2 separate regions of the Mus musculus genome follow, and region 2 is linked to region 1. The links are chromatin contacts, called in public promoter capture Hi-C maps. All regions are on one chromosome and are shown on one strand. The core of a region is the stretch at or near the end of the contact, and the rest is flanking DNA. Distances in the headings are between cores, read along the strand shown. Region 1 holds the start of Zfp329 (zinc finger protein 329). Region 2 holds the start of Zfp583 (zinc finger protein 583).

Region 1 (3,973 bases), core at 777-3,276:
CGTGTTTTACTTATGTGATTATCTGCAAGGCAAGAAAAGGATTGTCAGTGAACTAAACAAAGGCACACCCCACAAGATAACACCCTATGTCTTGTAAGAAACATCCATCAAAACATTACAAAATTGGTCTGGTGAGATGGCTCAGCGGGTAAGAGCACTGACTGCTCTTCCAAAGGTCCTGAGTTCAAATCCCAGCAATCACATGGTGGCTCACAACCACCCGTAATGAGATCTGACGCCCTCTTCTGCTGTGTCTGAAGCCAGCTACAGTGTACTTACATATAATAATAAATAAATCTTTGGGCCGGAGCGAGCAGAGTTGACCAGAGTGAGCAGGACAAAGGTCTTAAAAATTCAATTCCCAACAACCACATGAAGGCTCACAACCATCTGTACAGCTACAGTGTACTCACATACATAAAATAAATAAATCTTTTTTTAAAATTACAAAATTATCAAAGAGAAATAGCATTAATAGTTGAAGGTGATTGAAAAGACAAACTTAATGCCACACATGATCCTGGAATGAACCTTGGCACAATGCAGTTTTAAAAAAAATTTTTAAACTTATATATATATAAGTTATACAATGATTGGTCCCAATAACATTCTATCATAGATCAGGGTGGGGGCATGGAATTCCATGTCCTCTTGAGGATTAAACAGGCAGTTAAGGTTGTTGGCAGAGACTTTTGTTCTGAAACATTTCTTTTTACATATTGGTATATGTGTGTCCATATGAGTGAATGTCACCTATGTGTTGACACTCTCTAAAGCCAGAACAGTGCGTTGGATACCTGGGTAAATCCTTTGGAGCTGGACCTACAGGTGCTATAAGTCCCAAAGCTTGGGTGCTGGAAACCAAACTCAAGTCCTCTGAAGAGCAGCAAGTGCTCTTAACCACCGAGTCTCTCCAACCTCACAAGATTAACATTAATTTCATTCATGTGGCCACTGGGAGGATGGTAGGATACCCATTCTCCTTTGCTCATGGAAAAGGAAAAAAAAAAAAAGCAAGGTTCACATTTTAAAGAGAATCATCACTAAAGAATTTCAATGTGTAGTGTCAGAATATTCAAAGTATTACTTCTAGTAACCCAGCCCACACACACACTATCATGCCTGCCTGTGCTACATTCATTATGTGTGTAAACTATAGTGGGCATGTGTTTAAAAGAAAGGAAAAGCCAATGTAGCAAAATGTTAATACGTGATAACCCGGATGGTTTCGTCATTATCTATTAAATTATGCCTGCAATTTAGCTGTGGGTGTGAAATCTTTCAAATTAGAAGACTAGGAGAAGGCAGGGGGAGAATGGAGGAAAAGTTGTTGGAGGAGGATGAACAAAAGTGTGTTTTTCCAGGGAAATAAAACCATTGAAAACCAAGGAAGAAACAGCAAACTAGAGAAGGAACAAAGCAAAGGAGGGATGATACATGAACCTCCCTGGGGAGGGGAGGAGGGATAGTTAAATAGATGATGGATGGACGGATAGGCTGATTGATTGATTGATTGATTGACTGATTTTGCAAGTATCAACAGAGTTAAGGGAAAGCCACCTAGAAGATTCCATGGAAAACAGCCCCGTCGCTCATTGGAGTCTGGCAGCCAACTCAGCCTGAAACCGGCAAATAAGAAGGGCCGGGTGCCCAAAGGATCTCGGCAAAACCTCCGAGAACAGCGGGGCTCGAGACAAGGACGCCCTAAGTAACGAGCAGGAAAGAGGGACAGCCTCACCCGACAGCAGCGCGGAGAGCATCTACACCAGCCAGTCAGGGACCCCTCCGACCCGGGGGTGTACACACCCGCGGGGACAGCGATGTCCCCGCTCACACCCTCCGGGTGAGCCCGAAACTCCCACGGCCCGCGTGAAACCCAAACGCTCTGCACGCCACCCCTCCAGCACCCCTCGACTCCCTCCCGCAAGACACTCAGAGGGGAAGCTAAGGAACAGAAAGGCACCGAGGCGCGGAAGGACTCACTACAGGATGCCGGCGGCGGCCATGGTCGCAACAACTGCGCATGCGCAGATCCTGGTCCTGCGACGCGCACGCGTCCTAGAGGTTCAGTTGCTTCTGACTGCTGTGCACTCTGATCTGAGAGTCTTGCACCAGTACCTGCAGCTGCGGAGAGGCAGGAGCAAGGCATTGCGATCAGGAAGAAACGTCTCCTCACCTTTATTTATAGAATTATAACTAAGTTACTGATGACTCATGGATATTCATTTTCTACCACGATTCTGTCTTTTGAGAGGGTTGGCTCAGAGTATGAGAGTCCCCTACCTCAGCATCTCCAGGACTCTCCTGATGTTATAATTTTGTTCTAGAGCCTTATTTTTTATTTACTGCATAATTTAACAAAAACACGATTATAGGTGAAAAATACTAAAATTCAGCCAAATACACCTCTTTTCTTGACAATCATTAGTGGAAGTAAGCTATGTTTTTTTTTTTTTCCCCTTATGAGTGTTTTGCCTGCATGTATGTCTGCATCACATGCTGCAGTGCCCTCAAGACCAGAAAAAGGTGTCAGATTCTCGAGGGCTGGAATAACAGACAGTTGTAAGCTGTCTCTTAGTTGCTGTGAATTAATCTCCAATCTTCTGGAAGAACAATAAGTGCTCCAAGCCCGTGTCAAAGGTGTATTTCACCAATATCCTAGATGTTTCTGAACCCAGACAATTTGACAATGAAGATTAACCAACAAAAAAGTTACAACTAAATTTCTCCATTTTGAACACAAAAAAATAAAATGTTTTGTGTTTTGTTTTGTTGTTTTGTTTTGTTTTGTGTTTTGTGTTTTGTTGGTTTTTTGAGACAGGGTTTCTCTATGTAACCCTGGCTGTCCTGGAACTCACTCTGTAGACCAAGCTGGCCTCGAACTTTTGTTTTTAAGAAAACAGTACTGAAGAGATGGCTCAGCAGTTAAGAGCACTGGCTGCACTTCCAGAGGAGCAAGGTTTGATTACTAGCATCCACATGACAGCTCACAAAAGTCTGTAACTCCAGTTCCAGGGGATCTGTTGTCCTCTTCTTAAGTCTGCAGACACTGCCCATAAGTGGGTTACAGACAAACATACAGGAAAAAAAGCATCCATACACATAAAATAGAAATAAATAAGTCTCTTTAAAAAACAATAATACCAACAAAAGCAGATTAGAGTTGTAAATGGGAAAACAGAATCTGCTAAAAGGGACTGTTTAGGGTGATAAAAGATTTCTTCATTGGTTGTGCTGGTGGTTATAAAGCTGTGTTTGAAACACAGTGAACTGTTGGGCATGGTGGCACATCCCTTTAATCCCAACACTTAGGAGGCAGAGGCAGGTGGACCTCTGAGTTGGAGGCCAGTCTGGTCAACATAGTGAGGTTCAGATGAGCCAAAGCTCCAAAGTGAAACAGTGTTCAAAAACAAAACTTGATCGGGACACATGATGGTTCCTCGGGTAAAAGTGCTTTATGCAAACCTGACAAGGAGTTCCATTCCCAGAACCATATTTTAAAAAGGGGGTGGGGAGCCCAGGACAGTGTCACACATCTTTGTATGACTTCAGTACACCCACAGTTAGATGGGAAAGAGGACAGAAGCACCAGAAGTTCACAGGTCAGATAGCCTGCGTTTTCTGAGAAGACAGCTTCTTAAATGAGAAAGATGCAACAGCCCATGACTCGGTCTTCTATCCATATACAGATGAGGCATATACCTCTCTCTAAAATTGTACTGACTTCCCTATACAAGAAGGAAGGCACAAGTGAGGGTGCTTGAATCTCACTTAGAAGGGGGGATAAAATAGTCATAAGAAGCAGATGTAGGGAGGGAGGGGGAGGGAGAAGAGAAGGGGAAGGGAGGGGAAGGGGGTTCAGAATCAGGTGTAGGGAGGAACAGGTGCAATGAACATCTGTCTATGAGAATGAATGGAAATCTGCAACTGACAGTGGTGGGGAGGTAGGAAGCATCTCCAAGAAGAGATAAGG
Region 2 (3,973 bases), core at 617-3,116, 6.5 Mb before region 1:
AGAAGAAATTACTGTTCTCATAAACAATTACTCTTCAAAGCTCCCGACAGACTAAGAAAAACGCTGCCTGAGCCTAGATGCACTTTAGCCATCAAGGTTTGAGCTAGGTGGTCGTAGTGCACGCATCTGGGAGGCAGAGGCAGACAGATCTCTGTGAGTTCAAGGCCAGCTTGGTCTACAGATCGAGTTCCAGGACAGCCAGGGCTACATAGAAAAACCCTGTCTTGGAAAACAAAACAGCACCATCCCCAATTTGATACATCGGATTTCTGAAAATCATCTTGAACATGAGTTTCTGCCAAATGCCCAAACTCTGGACCCCCCAAAAGCCCTCCTATTTCCTTTCAAACCAGAGATTGTAGAGAAAAGCTACCACACACATCTACACCTCTAATACCCACAATATGAGCTTACATAATCCCACCAAAAAAAATGTATTTTTGCCTCTTAGAGTGAGTTCCTAAGAGCACTGAACCCACAGGCGAGGCTGAACTGCGTCCTTGCTGGCCGGGGGAAAGGGTGCTCTTAGCTTAGTCTTGGGGGACTAGCTCTTGTGTTGCAGTGGAGAACAAGAGCAAGTCACTGGAGAGAGGAGATTTTGTCAGGCAGCTGAATTTCTGAAATCAAAGTGGTTTAGCCTGACTGATAAATAAGGTGGCATTCCAGGGAAAAAGAAACGCTTCTTACCTTGGACATGGCGTTAAAGCTTCAAGAATGTATGGCTGTGTTTCTGGGAGCAGGGAGGTGTCCTAAGAAAGTAAAGTGGACAGAAACAGGAAACTGTAAGTTCCAGGTGTATCCTGCAGCCCCAGCATCACACCTCTGTCCTTCTCCTCCCTCCACAGACATGCATTTGAGGTATCCCTACATTTAACAATGCTTTTCCTATGTACTGTATAGTTCTGGGACTCAACATATATTTTATGTCTAAGTTATCTCTTTCACTTATGTCTGAGCAATTTAAGACTGGCATTATTAGATTAGAATCTTCCACCTTTCACACATGAAGGTTTACATCATTGAAGATACACAAGGCAATAGTTGAGAAAATAACTGTGCCAAACTGGAAACTAGACTGGAATTTATAGTGTATAGATGACGTTAAAAGGAAGTATATCTCCACCCTTTCCATAAGGATGAGATGTAGGCCATCAAGTGAAGCTACTTTGCACAGAGTGGGTAGCAAAGGGACCATGTGATCTAGAAGACAGTGGACCAGGATCAGGATACCCTACAAATGCCCCCCCCCGCCCTTCCCCCCCTATGATATCTCATACTGTCACATATTTTCCAGCACTGTCTGTCTCAAACAGTTACACTGTTTAGATGCAATGAAATAGCCCTATACACTGTTATTCGGGCCCATACATTGTCACAGGCTCCATCCCAGCTGGTAGCAAAAGTCTTGCTGTAATAATATCACATAGTCCCAAATGCAGCCTCAAAGCCCCTCATGGCGTCTTTATCCCCACATTCCACATTGTCACAGACCCCCCTTGTACCTGGTGGCATAGTCTTGTGTATTCACACACATCCTTATGGGATCTCACAGTCTCATACACCATCATAGGCCCTTCAACACTGTGACATGGTCTCATAGTGCTACACCTATTGTCCCAGCCTCTCACTCTATGTCATAGCCAGCATTCAGTCTCACAAACTGTCACAGGCCCTGACAGTACTCTTGGCACAGTCTCAAGCCTCAGGCCTTCACAATAAAGTGGCTTGGTCTCAACCCTGTCAGATAGGTTTCCAAACACATTCTCCCACATGCTGTCATATACAGTCAACACGCTGTCACAACCCCTCAGTTTCAAGCAGTATTCAGTCTCACAGCCACAGGCATCTCGTACACAAGGTGTGGTCTGACACTGCCACTCAGATCCCCACTCCAAAGTGCTCACATATAATACACCCTCCACTGTGCAGTCACCCACACTGTCACAGCCTTTCAGTCTTACACAGTGTATGCAGTACCAGACCCCCTCACACGGTGTGGGGTCTCACTGTCATATGAGTCTTCAGACACATTCTCCCACATGATCCCTTATATTGTCACAATCTGTCACACACAATGTCACAGCCTCGGTCTCACACAGTATTTAGTCTCACAGTCAGAAGTCCTTAATACACAGTGATCCAGTCTAACACTGTCACTCAGCTGATCCCTCCCCGGTACAATCACATACACTGTCACAGTCTTTTAGTCTCACAGAGTATTCAGTCACAGGCCCCCCTCATGCAAGTGGGTGGTCTCATACTGTCACACACATGATAACCACCTCAGTCTCACACAGTGTACAGGCTCAGCCACAGTCACTCACTCATGTTCCCACACACATCCCCTAGCGCTATCACACACTGGCACAAGCCTCTCTCTCTGTTTCATGTATCTCCATACTCACAGTCACAGGCTCCCCCCATTATGGGGTGCTGTCTTATAATGTCACATACATTGTCACCGCCTCAGTCTCACATAGTTGCAACCTTACAATCATAATAGGCCCCTCATATACGGTGGCGTGGTCTCGCACGGTCACTCTGCACCCACTACACTTTCTCCCACGCGGTACCTTGATCCTCACCGAGCGTCTCCTCAGTCCTCGTCACCTCTCACTCGGCGCCGAGGCAGATCTGGCCGGGGCCGGGGCTCGATCTCGCGGCGCCGGTAGAGCTCACAAAGGCGCGGCTGCGGAGCGACTCCGCGCAAGGGCCTCTGGGAGGTGGAGTACTGCGCTTGACTGGAGCGGCGTAAGGCATGCTGGGAACGCCTTTTAGGGCGCGGCTTTCGGGGGTCCTAGAATCTCCGCTGAATTCTGTCTCTTCCCTTCCGGTCGTCAGAACCAGAACTCACTCAGGCTGCGCAGGAGCTGCTTGCTCTCCTCGGTCTCTTAGACGAGGAGTCGGGGGTGGGGGTAGTTGTGGTGGTGGTGGTGGTGGTGGGGGGGCTGTGCTCGAGCACGCATGCGCAGTGCTAGCTGGCCGGTGCCCTGTCCAGAGCAGCGGATGAAAATTGGTCATCTCCTGGTTCAGGGCCCACGTTGCTGGGTTTCTTTCTCCCTTGTTTGTTTACCTTCTCTCTGCCTTACCTTTTCACGCATCATTCATTACTCGCCTTCTGTATGTCAGACTCTGAAATGGACACAACAATGAACCCCGCCTGACCAAAATCTTCATCTTTATGGAACCAACATAGACTGGGGAGGAAGTGCGCTAGGGCTGTAACCCAATGATAGAGCTCCTGCCTAGCTAGAATGCTTGAAGCCCTAGGTTAAGTCAGCCATTGGGGGGGGGGGGCTGCTAGAAAAAAAAAAGAAGTTGGGGGGCTATTTTGGATAATATTCTTTTTTTTTAATTAAATTTATTCTCTTTACAACCCAATATCAGCCCTTTCTCTCCTCTCAGTACTCCTTTCACGCAAGTCCGTTGCCCGCCCCCCAATTCCACCTTCCCCATTTTTGAGGAGAAACCACTTCTCTGGGTATGAATTCCCCGTCCCCCCCATCAAGTCACTGCTGGACTAGGCACATCTTCTCCCACTGAGGCCAGATAAGGCTGTCAGGGATGTAGGGGTAGGGATCCACAGGCAGGCAGGCAGCAGGCTCAGGGACAACCCCTGCTCAAATTGTTGGGGGACCCGCATGAAGACCAAGCCGCTCATCTACATATGAGCAGGGGCCTAAGTCCAACCCAAGCTCGCTCTCTGTTTGTTGATTCAGTCTCTGGCAGACCCCAAGGGTCCAGGTTAGTTGACTCTGTTGCTCTTCTTTTGGAGTCCATGTCTTTTTCAGGTCCCTCGATCTTTCTCCCAACTCTTCCTTAAGACTCCCCGAGCTCCATCTTATGATTGGGTGCAAGTCTCTGCATCTTTTTCCGCTGGCTGCTGGGTGGAGCCTCTCAGAGTACAACCATTCCCTCCCCGCCCCACAAACACACTTTTTTTTTTTTTTTGAGACAGGATTTCTCTGTGTAG

The links. Promoter capture Hi-C pulls out the DNA fragments that hold promoters and counts their contacts.
Region 2: a promoter capture Hi-C map of maxillary cranial neural crest shows a contact between it and region 1. The contact joins the promoter of Zfp583 here to the promoter of Zfp329 in region 1. A contact is called at or near these places in 2 of 39 promoter capture datasets (cranial neural crest and maxillary cranial neural crest).

Annotation. Positions count from the first base shown.
Region 1 is chr7:12,816,834-12,820,806 of GRCm38.p6, forward strand. Zfp329 (zinc finger protein 329) reads right to left here and starts at 2,027. Exons shown (of 2, transcript NM_026046.3): 1 at 1,984-2,027.
Region 2 is chr7:6,328,568-6,332,540 of GRCm38.p6, forward strand. Zfp583 (zinc finger protein 583) reads right to left here and starts at 1,867. Exons shown (of 5, transcript NM_001033249.3): 1 at 1,503-1,867; 2 at 688-749. The coding sequence starts at 696.